Regions from separate parts of the Sus scrofa genome. Here regions 1 and 3 are each linked to region 2. A link is a contact called in public Hi-C and promoter capture Hi-C data. All regions are on one chromosome and are shown on one strand. Each heading gives the region's core, a stretch centred on a gene start, on an enhancer-like site or on the middle of the called end of the contact. The rest is flanking DNA. Distances are from core to core; before and after follow the strand shown. Region 1 holds the start of C5H12orf45 (chromosome 12 open reading frame 45 ortholog). Region 2 holds the start of CHST11 (carbohydrate sulfotransferase 11). Region 3 holds the start of SLC41A2 (solute carrier family 41 member 2).

The links. Promoter capture Hi-C pulls out the DNA fragments that hold promoters and counts their contacts. Hi-C and Micro-C count contacts between places; a contact is called where the count stands out from the background.
Region 1: a promoter capture Hi-C map of fetal skeletal muscle shows a contact between it and region 2, with 3 times the contacts expected there. The contact joins the promoter of C5H12orf45 here to the promoter of CHST11 in region 2. A contact is called at or near these places in 2 of 5 promoter capture datasets (fetal liver and fetal skeletal muscle), 1 of 47 Hi-C or Micro-C datasets (embryonic fibroblasts) and 2 of 2 datasets of contacts at active chromatin or transcription factors (alveolar macrophages and skeletal muscle).
Region 3: a Hi-C map of embryonic fibroblasts shows a contact between it and region 2, with 1.8 times the contacts expected there. The contact joins the promoter of SLC41A2 here to the promoter of CHST11 in region 2. A contact is called at or near these places in 1 of 5 promoter capture datasets (fetal liver), 1 of 47 Hi-C or Micro-C datasets (embryonic fibroblasts) and 1 of 2 datasets of contacts at active chromatin or transcription factors (skeletal muscle).

Annotation. Positions count from the first base shown.
Region 1 is chr5:79,574,258-79,578,010 of Sscrofa11.1, reverse strand. C5H12orf45 (chromosome 12 open reading frame 45 ortholog) reads left to right here and starts at 2,013. Exons shown (of 4, transcript NM_001244659.1): 1 at 2,013-2,192. The coding sequence starts at 2,078.
Region 2 is chr5:80,066,407-80,070,362 of Sscrofa11.1, reverse strand. CHST11 (carbohydrate sulfotransferase 11) reads left to right here and starts at 1,460. Exons shown (of 3, transcript XM_021092627.1): 1 at 1,460-3,092. The coding sequence starts at 2,975.
Region 3 is chr5:79,591,893-79,595,899 of Sscrofa11.1, reverse strand. SLC41A2 (solute carrier family 41 member 2) reads right to left here and starts at 1,987. Exons shown (of 12, transcript XM_005664183.3): 1 at 1,699-1,987.

The DNA.
Region 1 (3,753 bases), core at 764-3,263, 490 kb after region 2:
AATACCACTCAGTCCTCTTTTATTTTGATATTGTCTTCCCACTGCGAACAATATTGTAATTAGCTAGTACCCTCTCTCTTCTCTTCTCTCCTTTACTCCCAACATCTAACTTAAAGTCTTACCCTTTTATTCCCAGTTTTTAAAAAGAAAAATTTCCTCTTCAGATATAATCTCTGATTCTCCCCATTTTTTTTTTCTTTTGTGGCTGCAGCATATGGAATTCTGATCCAGGGATCAGATCCAAGCCACAGTTTCGACCCACACCTGCGGCGCCACAAAATTCTTTAACCCCCTGTGCCAGACTGGGGAGTCAAACCTGCATCCTGGTGAGGCAGAAGTGCCACTGAACCCATTGCACCACAGTGGGAACGCCTCTCCCCATCTTAATTTTTGTCTTACATCCATATTGTCAAAACCTATGAAAATTAAATACTATTCTTTCAACCTTATTCTCACTGTTCCTCCTCAATTCTACTGTAAAATGTTTACCAACAAAACTTGAATTGGATTTCTCCAATTATTTTCTGAATCATATCCTTTACTAAATTCCTCAAGAAGGCTATGGGAACAATATTTCCCAAGTTTTTGCATGTTCATAATGGTTTCTGTCTCTAAAACATGATCATATATCTGACAAGAATATATAAATAACTCATACAACTCAAACTCACCAACAAAACAACCTGAATTAAAATGGGCAATGGATGTGAATATACATTTCTCCCAAGTAGATGTACAAATGACCATTGAACACATGAAAAGATGTTCAACATTACCAATCGTTACAAAAATGCAAATCAAAACTACACTGAATTACCACCCAGGACCAACTAGGATGGCCGCTAATAAAAAAAAGAAATAATGAATGGAAAAAGCATTGGTGAGGATGTGGAGAAACTGGAACCCTTATGCCCTACTGGTGGGAATGTAAGATAATGCAGCTTCTATGGAAACCAGTACAAAGGTTCTTAAAAAGTTAAAAATAGAATTACCAAGTGTTCCCCTCTGTTGTGGCACAGTGGGTTAAGAATCTGACTACAGCAGCTCAGGTTGCTAGAAAAGCATGGGGTCAATCCCTGAAAGGCACAGTGGGTGAAAGAATTCTGGCCTTGCCTCAGCTACTGCTCAGGTTGTAGCTGAGGGCTGGATTCAGTCCCTGGCCCAGGAAATTCCATATGCCACACTGTGGCCGTAAAAACAAACAAAAAAATTTCCACATGGTCGGCTATCACACTTCTGGGTATAAATCCAAAATAATTGAAAGCAGTATCAATATTTGCATAGCTATGTTCACTGCAACATTATTCCCAATATCCAAGGGGAAGCAACCCAAATGTCGATCAAGGAATGCATAGGTAAAGCAAATGTGGTACATGCATGGAACAGAATATCACTCAGCCTTAAAAAAGAAGGGAATCATGTGGTACATGGGTAAGGTTTGAGTACATTGTACTAATAAGTGAAACGTAACAGTTGCAAAAAGATAAATACTGTATGATTCCAATTATATGAAATATCTGAAGTAATTAAATTCATATAAACAGAAATTAGAACGGTGATTGCCAGGGGTTGGAAGCAAGGGGGTGGGGGTTGCTCAATGGACAGAGAATTTCAGTTTTGTAAGATGAAAAGAATTCCAGAGATTTGTCATATAACAACATACAATTAATACTTCTGAATTGTACTTGGTAAATACATTTTAAGATCGTACATTTTATGTTGTGTGTTTTTCTAACCACAATTAAAAAAAAAAAAAAAAACTAAAAAAAAAAAAATGAAGAGGGGTTTGGCCTCCTGGTGCGGCACTTCACGTTCGGATTGGTTTAGCTAAAATCCAGCCTGGCCAGTTCTTTCGTCCAATTACAGGGTCTGTAGAGCCTCCGCCTTCCTTTACCCCTGACAGGAATGGCCTCCTGGCTCTGATAGGTGTCGCCCTCGCCGTTGGGCCGTCCTCGCCCCGCCTTTAGCCCCGCCCCCTCCAATTATCCGCCAATCGGAGTCCTGGCTCCGCCCCTCGCCCTAGCCTATTTCCTGCATCCGGTCCTGGATGGGCTGGCTCTGACAACTGGTGAGCAGCATGGAGGTTCAGTCGGAATCCCAGTCTGGCCCGACCTGTTCGTCGTCCTCCCAGAACCACTCTGGGGTCTCGGTGTCCAAGGAGCTGCTGACGGCGGGGAGCGGCGACCAAGGAGGTGAGGGGCGGGCGGCGGCGGCGGCGGCGGCAGTGGCAGTGGAGGCTTGGGTCGCTCACATGTGGCGGGGGGCGGGGAGTGAGAGCCGACCGGGGCCAGTTGGCGGCTCCCTATCCAGGCCCGGCACCTGACAGGGATCCCCGAAAGTGGCCTCAGGACTCCAGAGTGCCCCACCCACCGCGGGGGTCGGGGCTCAAGGATGGTCCAGGTGTTCCGCACGGTGGTGAGTGCCCACTGCCGAGCGCTGTAGCAAAACATCGCCCCTAAAGGGGCGGCCTTAGGGTCGGTCCTGTGTCCCAAGAGGTGGCTGGTAGGGGGAGCAGAGGAGTATAATGCATTAACCACCCTCTCTCTGTAAATGCTCACAGAGCCACCGTTAGTGCCGCTTTCTTGTAGAGTCTGGTGGGTCCAGGAAATCCACATAGGATTTCAGACAACATAATAGAAAATTAAAAAGCAAGACACCAACCCCAGCTCCATGAGTAATTAGCTGTGAAAGTTCAGGAGAGTTGTTTACATTCTCAATACCCCGGGGTTTTTACATTTGGAAAATGGAGGTAGTAGTACCTGTAAAACTTTTTTTGAAAAGAATGTACCTAAGGTCTCGGCCGTATTGTTTAAATATTACCTTGAAGAAACGATGCTGTGAGAACCCAGAACATCCAAAGTTAAAGTAATACATAAGCTTTAGTAGTGCCTACTATGCCCCAGGAATTGACTCACAAATCCAATCTTCTGCAGTTGCCCTGTGTAAAAGTTCTGTTAGTGCTATTTTATAGATGAGGAAACTGAGTCCTGGTGTCATACAAATAAGTAACTTGCTGGAGATCATGTGACCAGGAAGTGGCAAAGCTGGGATTTGGATCCAGTCATTGTGGCCCCAGGGTCCATGCTCTTTACACTAATCCAGTTGCTAGGCCTAAGGTAGTTGTTTAGGGAATATGAAGCTGAGGGTGAACAGAATTTTTATATCAGAGTGAAGAGATTTTCCAGGTGTTGGAAACCAGGTACACAAAGCCTTGGGTTTTGAAAGACAAGTCTTATTCTCTGAGCTCTAATGGACAGAAGAGAGGGTTGATTTGAGGAATTTTGAATCAGAGTAAATAGGTGGAGTTGAGTGGGGAGAGAGAGCATTTCTCCAAAGGGTTTTTTGTCTAGGTTGGACATCATTACCGAAAGGGAACTAACCAGGCAGGTGTGTTTTATATGAAGAAACAAATGCTCAAAGAGCTTAAGTAATTTTCCCAATAAAATGCAGATGGTAAAGCCTCATTTAACTGTGATTGTACTTTGTACTGCTTCCTGAGTTCTGTCATGGCCAACCTGCATTTGTGGCGGATGGGTTTCTGACCCAGAAAGATGCATTTTGGGTGCATGTATTACTTGGCATTGGTGACACAGATGTATGAGACAGGTTTAAGAAAGGGGAGATCGATATGTGTAAAGAAGTAAAATGTTGTATTAGAACTTGGAGAGCTTCTTGGGGTTTTTTTGTTTGTTTGTTTTTTGTCTTTTTGCCATTTCTTGGGCCGCTCTCACGGCATATGGAGGTTCCCAGGCT
Region 2 (3,956 bases), core at 211-2,710:
ACAGAAAGCATGATTTACAAGGCAGCTTTCCACTGACATTTCTTCAAAATGCAAAATATCATATCTCCTTTCTCCTCAGTCTTAGCGTTAACCCTGTCCTTTATCTGGTCAATGTAGAATGCATAAAAGATACAACAAAGTTTTGTTAGGTTAGGACTGGAAAGAAAGCAATGGTGGTACTAGTGGTTGGGAGGTTTATTATAGTGTGACAAGGAGACAAGAAATAGAACTTTTACCCCTAATGTGCACAGAATAGAATTGCAGATCATTACCACTGCCCAGGACCATGCACTTTAGAGGGGATCTACTTTAAGTTCTTAGCCCAAGAAGGCATCGCCTCTCCATCTCAGACTTATTTGCACCCACCATGTGCCAGTCGCTCTGTTGAACACTAGAAAGAAATGGAGATGAATAAAACGCAGCTCAGTAGGTACAGGGATCCAAGAGGGGTTTGGACCTACTGCTCAGAGCACAGAGGAGGAAGGAGGCCACTTCAGGAGAGAAATCAGGGAAGGCTTCTTGGAAGAGGTGGTAGTTCACCTGTCAGAACCTTGTCCCTCACTTTATGTTTGGGCCTATTCCTGACTGTGCGAATGCAGGAGTGGATGCTGGGCACAGTTCAACATCCTTCCTCAGCAGGCGGGCCCCAGCTCAACCTTCCAAGACCTACCGGGGATTCGGCTTCTGACCTCTATCCTTGACCCTGTGACTTCCTAGACTGCCTTATGTATATCCAGGCTTTTCTACAGGTACAGTGTCGTCTCCGCCCTGGCAAAACCAGGCGTTAAACAAGAGCCTGACATGCTAGGCCAAGCACTGTAAGTGCCCACCTAGGTGTGCGCCCTGTGAGGAATCCCTGCCTTGGTCAAGGATGGGGAGGATGGGCTAAGCACCGCTCTCATCCTGATCTCCTGGGGTGCGGGGCTGGGGGTGGAAGTGGGGGGAGGGGGGTCACTGGAGAATGAGTTTGCGCTGGATCTTGTTCAGCTTGGCTGCCTTTAGTAAGCAGCTCATTCACAAGTGAGCACAAATTAATACAGTACAAACCGGCTGCATAAATATTATGCTGTAATTGATTGTCTTCTGTAATCAAAGGCAAGGCTGCTGACTTTGTTACTTTCCCTGCCTTGCAACCGCTGGAGGAAGACTAGGGGAAGGGAAGTGAGGGTGTAGAGATGGATTTTGCGGCAGGTATCTGTTTGCAAGTTGTGTCTCTGATGTAGTGAGAGGAGGATACGGCCCATTACATCCAGATTCAATAAGTATTTATCAAATGCCTGCTCTGTGAGAGGTACTGAAAGACACATTATCTTCTTTCATTATTGAGTTAATAGTAGTAAAGATTTGATAACATGTGCAAGACTTGATGGTCTTTACAATAACTTTTTTTGGGGGGTAAATATTGTTGGAATTTCAATAATCCTTTAAAGACACGGTGTAAAGTTATAAGGAAAATAAAAGGATTTTATTTTATTTACAGCCTTCTCGCTTAGCTTACAGAATTCACAAAGGACGGAACAACAAGATCTTCCATTCCGGGTAGATAACCACTTTTCTCCAGCTAGTACCAGGGAGGTGTGACCTGCCTCCACTTTGATGTCTAAACAATCGAAATGCACTGGAGTTGGCATTTTTAAGTCACTTCACACAACACACGAAAGCAACGCCATCTTTCCATTTACCTGCCAATGGCTGGTCGTACCGGGAGGAGTGACCTCGTGGGGCATCCGCTGCCCCCACCTCCACCCCCCCTCCGCCAGGACTCTCTGCCCTTTGGAGGATTTGGAGGGAGCTCTCCCCTTTGGGAAAGCAGACTTCGACAATTCACCAAAACCCCTTTTACTCTGCGGAGGAGAATGAGTGTCAGAGGCCGCCTAAATCCCCAGGAAAGCTCAGCCCTCGCCCGACCCCTTCGAGTTCTGCAGTTTTCCTAACCTTGACCTGAAGTCAGCCGTCTTTAACCCCTTTCCAAAACGTCGCTCGTGCTGGGCTGCCGTTTGAAAGGAAAAACAAAACAAAACATCCAAACCTGAAACCGCCCAATTCGGAGACTCGGGGAAAGGGCACTCGCTCCCTGGGGGCTCGGAACCACTTCCCGGCTACCCTACCCAGGGATTTTAAATTATCCCGAACTGCTGGACCCCTTCGCGCTTCCCGTGCCCTAAACCGCTCCCCGCCACTTCCGTCTTCACACGCCGGCAGGAGGAGGTGGCAGCACAGAGGCGATTTTATTCGTATTTTTTTCCTCCGGGTTTTGTCATGGAAACGCTGACACACAACCTCCAGACGGCCGCGGGGCCGGCCGGGGACTGAGGGCTTTTGGGACCCTGCGGGAGCGCGGCGCGCACTCTGCACTCCCCGGGAAACAGCTGGACGCGACCAAATCCCCGGTAGGGGCGGGGGGAGCGCGACGCTCCGCCCCGGCGCTCGGGTCCCTCCCTCCGCCCGGCTCTCCGCAGGCGCCCTCCCCTCGCCGGGGGCTGCGAGTTGCATTTGGTAAAACCCAGCCCCGGAATATATAGATCATTGGAGCGCAATGAAGTAGCCTGTGGAGACGAGGGAGGGGGCCCGTCCGACAACCACAGAGGCCGGCGCAGAGGCAGCGGCAGCGGCAGCGCGGCTGCACCACCATCACCGCTCGCACCCCAGCCGCCCGGCCCGCGAGGAGGCAGCGGCTGCCGCCGGCGGGAGCGGAGGCGGCGGCGGAGAGGCGAGAAGGAGCAGCAGGAGGAGCACGAGCGCGCAGCCGGCTAGTCCACGCATCTCCACTTCCAGAGCAACTCCGGCGCCTTCCACACCCTTGCCCAGGGCTGGGGGCTCCGAGAGCAGCCGCGGAGCCAGCCTGATCCTCCCTGCGAACCCTGCCGAGCCCTGCCCTGCGCCTCCCGGGCTCCGCTCGGCGCGGCGGGGTCCCCGCTCTTGCGCTCCGGGAGCGCCTCCCGGACACCCGGGTCCCCGCAGCCAGGACAAAGCCATGAAGCCGGCGCTGCTGGAAGTGATGAGGATGAACAGAATTTGCCGGATGGTGCTGGCCACTTGCTTGGGATCCTTTATCCTGGTCATCTTCTATTTCCAAAGTATGTTGCACCCAGGTAGGGGGCGCGTTAGCGTGGTTTTGTTGGATATTTTCTTCTCTCTCGCGCTTTCGCTCCCTCGCTCCGCCTGGCTTCTGCCTCTTCCAACCTTACCTCTTCTCCATGGGCCACCTCGGGGTTCCTTGATGACCGAGTCTGCCCACATCACCGGGTCGCGATGAGGAGGAGGAGGAGGAGGAGGAAAGATGTGCTTCCTTTTCTTCTTCCTCCCGGCTTCGGGCTGGAGGATGGGACCAGAGGGGTGGTAGTTTTTTGTTTTTTTCTTTGTGTCTCTTGTCTGTCTGCGAGGTAGCAGGGCAAGGTAGAGGCTGTAGGAAGCTGCCGGAGGTGGGGGATCGGTTTAAAGAGCACGAAACTCCCTCGCCGCTCCTGCCGAGATCTGAGGATGAAAGAGGCGCCGGGTGCCGGCCGCTCAGCGCTCCAGCACGCTGTCTGTTACTGGCTGGAGGGCCGGGGGTGAAGGGTGCGCGCCCCGGAGAGGTTCCGAGTCCCCTCCTAGAACTGGGCAGCCCCCGGCTAGGCTCCCACGTGTCCTGGGCTTGGCACAGCACTGAGCAGGTTGGGGAGAGGTTGGGTGCCTGGCTCTGCCCTTCCTCCAGGCTGGGGAAGGGGCACGGCCTCGGCTCTTTGCCCCCGGGTTCGGCTACGCCTTGACCTTGCGGTGGTGCCTCGGGGCCTGCACCCTCCCCCATAACCCCTTTCCCCCCTCTTCTCTGGGGAGACTCCGAGCTCTTGGGTCGCGCCGCCATAGTTTGGGAGGAAACTTTGGCCAGGTCCTGGGCTGATGGTCAGGTTGCAAACCCCACTCCAAGGTTTTGAGCATCGAGTCCCCTAGCGCCCTCCGGTCCCCGTGGGAATGAG
Region 3 (4,007 bases), core at 738-3,237, 470 kb after region 2:
GGAGTTTGCTTTTTTTATTAGTTTGCTTAGCTATCCACCAAAATAAATTATCTGTAATTAAAGCAATCACTGGGACTTTTCAAACCAGGCATAGGATATATGAAAATGCTGTGTGTGGTCTCTCTTGGCTCTGGTCATGAACGCACTTTTTGTGGCTTTCCTCAAAATACCAGAAAGGGTAAATGGGCAGTAAGAGGCCCAATAATTGACAGTTAGTGTATCCTGAAAGACTTAAATGGCACTTATTCACTTCCCCCAACCAGAAGCATTATACTGATTGGTAACAGGTTGGTTGGCTTTTTCAGTCAGGGCTAGCCCCCCAAAGCTAGAATTTTTTCCTGCAAATGAACAATACAATTCAACAATAAAAGATGAATAACCCAATTAAATTTTGGCCAAAGATCTTAATAGACATTTCCCCAAAGATGATATCCGAATGGCCCATAAACGCATGAAACGATGCTCAACACGACTAATCATAAAGGAAACGCAAATCAATACTACATCACACCCACTAGAACGTCTATAATAAAAGTTACCCAATAGTAACAAGTGTTGGTGAGGACATGGAGAAATTGGAACCTTCATACCCTGTTGATGAGAATGTAAAATGATACAGCTAGCTACTTTGGAAAAGTTTCACAGTTTCTGAAAAAGGTAAATATATAGACCCAAATGAATGGAAATCATATGCCCACATAAAAACCTTCACACTAATGTTCGAAGCAGCATTACGGCCAAAAAGCAGAAACATTCTTAATGTCCACTAACTGAAAATGGATAAACAAAAAATGTGATATTGTGGTACATCAATACATTGGAATACTACCCAACCATAAAAAAGCAGAAATACTGATACATGCTACACATGGATATGAACCTTGAAAACAGACTATATGAAGGAAGCCAGACACTAAAAGCCACATATTGTATAATTCCATTTATACGAAATTTCCAGAATAGGCAAATCCATAGAAACAGAAAGGAGGTCAGTGGTTGCCAAGGGGTGGGATAAGGAGGGAATGGGGAGCGACTGCTAAGGGGTACAGAGTTTTATTTGGGGGAGATGAAAAAGTTCTGCATAATGGTGATAGTTGCACAACTTGGTTAAAGTACTAAAGGTCGCCCTTTAAACAGATGAATTTCATGGTATGTGAAGCATACCTCAATTTTTAAAAAATTTGTTCATCTAGAGAAAGAGATAGCATATACATGTACTCTACCTACATATGTATTACGTACATATATGTAATCTCTTTATAAATAAACGTTTTGGGGGTTGGTTATTTCCTGAAATATACTTCACACACACAAATAAAGGAATGGTGGCACAGAGTGACTCGGAGCAATTGTGAGCCCTGGAGCCGTGGATCTGGGGTGCGCCCCAGCCTGCCTCAGCGTCTCCATCAGTACTCACCTTCCACCCATCACTCAGCTACCCCCCGCTGCCTGGTCCAGTGTCAGGGCCAAGGACGACTCACGGCTGCTGCCCGGCTCCGCCGCGGGCGCCCAGGGCCAGCCCGCCCTCCCGCCCGCGCTGGGGCCGCCGCGCCGCGGGGCTCGGGCGCTGCCCACGGGCCGGGAGGGAACCCAGTGGCTCTGGCGGGCCCAGCCGCTCGGTCGCTCCCCTCGCCCCCGCGTCCCCACGCCCCGGTCCCTGGGTCCCCAGCCCGGCCCCGACGCACCTCCCTCCGGTACCTGGGATGCGCCCGAACCCGGCGCGGCGGCCAAAGCCGAGACTTTCCCTCCATTAACACCTGCCCCCGAGCGCGGTGCGAGGCGAGGGGACCCTGCCTCCTCAGACGCGACCAAGGCACGCGGGTCGGAGGATGGAAGAGGCATTCACCTAGGCCCCGAGGCGGCGGCGGCGGCGGCTGCCCGGCCCCCGGCTCCTTCGTCTCGCTTGCCTCCTCGCGCCGTCGCGGCCGCGCGCTTGACAGCCGGGGAGCCGGCGCCCGTGGCCCGCGGGCTCCCCGCTGCCCGCCCTGCCCCGCCCCGCCCCCGCGCGGCCGCCCCGCGCACGCGCAGCCATCTCCGCGGAGGGGGAAGCGAGCGCCTGATGATGTGGCCGCGGGGGCGGCAACCGGGAGCGCCAGCGCCGCCCCTCCCGGACCCTTCGCCGCACCCTGACCGAAGCCTGCCCGGAACCCTGTTGAGCAGAGCCGGAGGGGAATTTTCAGGGGAGCCAACTGAGCAGAGCAGGGCTGTGGCCTTCCTTTTTTGCCAGCCCACACCATCCCCTCTGACCCCAGCAGATCCACATCTCTGGCTGCTCCTAGGACCAAACCCCCAAATCCGTGACTCATGATTTCTGTTCTCAAACTGTTGTCTGTTGGCTAAGAGGTGAGCGTGCTGAACCCTAACCACTAGACCTCAAGGGCCGGGTTTGATGTAGGTCCCCATTCCTTGTGTCTTTGGCGATAAATTCAGCGAAGACACTGAGAGTAGTGAGGCAAATGAGGTGTTTTATTAAGGGAGAAGATGGGCTAGGGAGTTGGAGGGGGCGGGAGACCAACAGAAAGAGAGCAGCACGTCCAAATCTCTTGAATGGGGGCAGTCCTTCTGGGCTTTCTCTGGCCAATCACCTTGCTTTGCCTGACCTTGAATCCATATTTGGCCTGACTCAGGGCCCTACCCTACGTTCACGCCTATCTTTTAGCCAGTATGGATCCTAGCTCAAGGGTCTCTGGGAAGTTAACAGGCTGCATTATGGCCTAGTGCCCACCTCCCTTCTTGCACATGTGTAGTTCAGGAGGTCTCCTTTACCTCGACAATGAGAAATATTTTATCTTTTATCCAAGAAGGATGCAGCTCCTGCCGTAATTTTTATCGTGAAGTATCTGTCCTCAGGGGACAGATTCCAGTTGCTCCGCCTGGGACCTATCTCCTGCCTCAAGACCAGGGGCCTCCTGTTGGGCTGGCTTCATGTTTCGTTCTCACAGACCAGGGTTTAAACTGTGTATGCCTTTCTTCAGAGCAGCACAGAATGGGCCATGGAGAGGAGAGAAGAGAGAAGCCCCCCAAGGGGATGAGATTTAGGGCAGCTCCTGGCAGTGTTCAAGCAAAGTGCATGGGACCTGTGGAAGTGGCTGGAAGGCCAGACTTTTCAAGATTGCCCATGCTTATTTTTAAATATAGGTTAAAGTGAGCCAAGGTTTGCAAAGTGAAGCTGAGAACTCATTTATTTTATTTAACAGCTGTCTTTGGAGCATCTTTTGCAGGTGATTCCGGTAATGGGCAGTACTCCAGTGGTATTCCACTAACCAAAACAAAGGTTTTCATCCTCAGGCTCTTCTCCTAAGAGAGAGACTATCATTTTAAAAATTATGCACCAGAAGTTCCCACTGTGGCACAGTGGATTAATGGTTAATGATCTGGCTTGTCTCTGTGGTGATGCCAGTTCAATCCTTGGACCAGTGCGAAGGGTTAATGATCCAGCGATGCCACAGCCATGGCACTGGTCATAGCTGTGGTTCGGATTCACTCCCTGTCCTGGGAACTTCCATATGCCTCGGGTGCAGCCAAAAAAGGACAAAAAAAAAAAAAAAAAAGATTTCTGCACAAACCTCCATATATAGGAAACCCTCTACAGGTTTTGAAAACTCTACCAGCATTTTTTTCTGAAAGATGATGGTTTCCAGTGCCCTGGATTTCATTAGTCGGCATGTGGCAACCTTCTACTCATGCAGTGCTCTTCATTCTGTATGCTGCAACCTAGAGTATTTAGATATTTTAAGCTTCAAGTTGGAATTCATATTTAAGTTAAATTTGAATTCTGAAAATAACTCAAGGTGGAAGCTGGTGAAGTGACACCCTCTTCTGAAAAATTAGGTGCCAACATGTGCTGGCAACAATGATCACTTTGATTCTTCATCTTCTGCCTGACAGCTGGCAAATTCAAATGTGAAGCAAGTGACTTAGAATTGAGGATATGTAGTAATCACTGTTGTGATGATTGCTTGAAAAAAGCCTGGGAGTTATGAAAATGTGTAACAAAGGGACTTGCC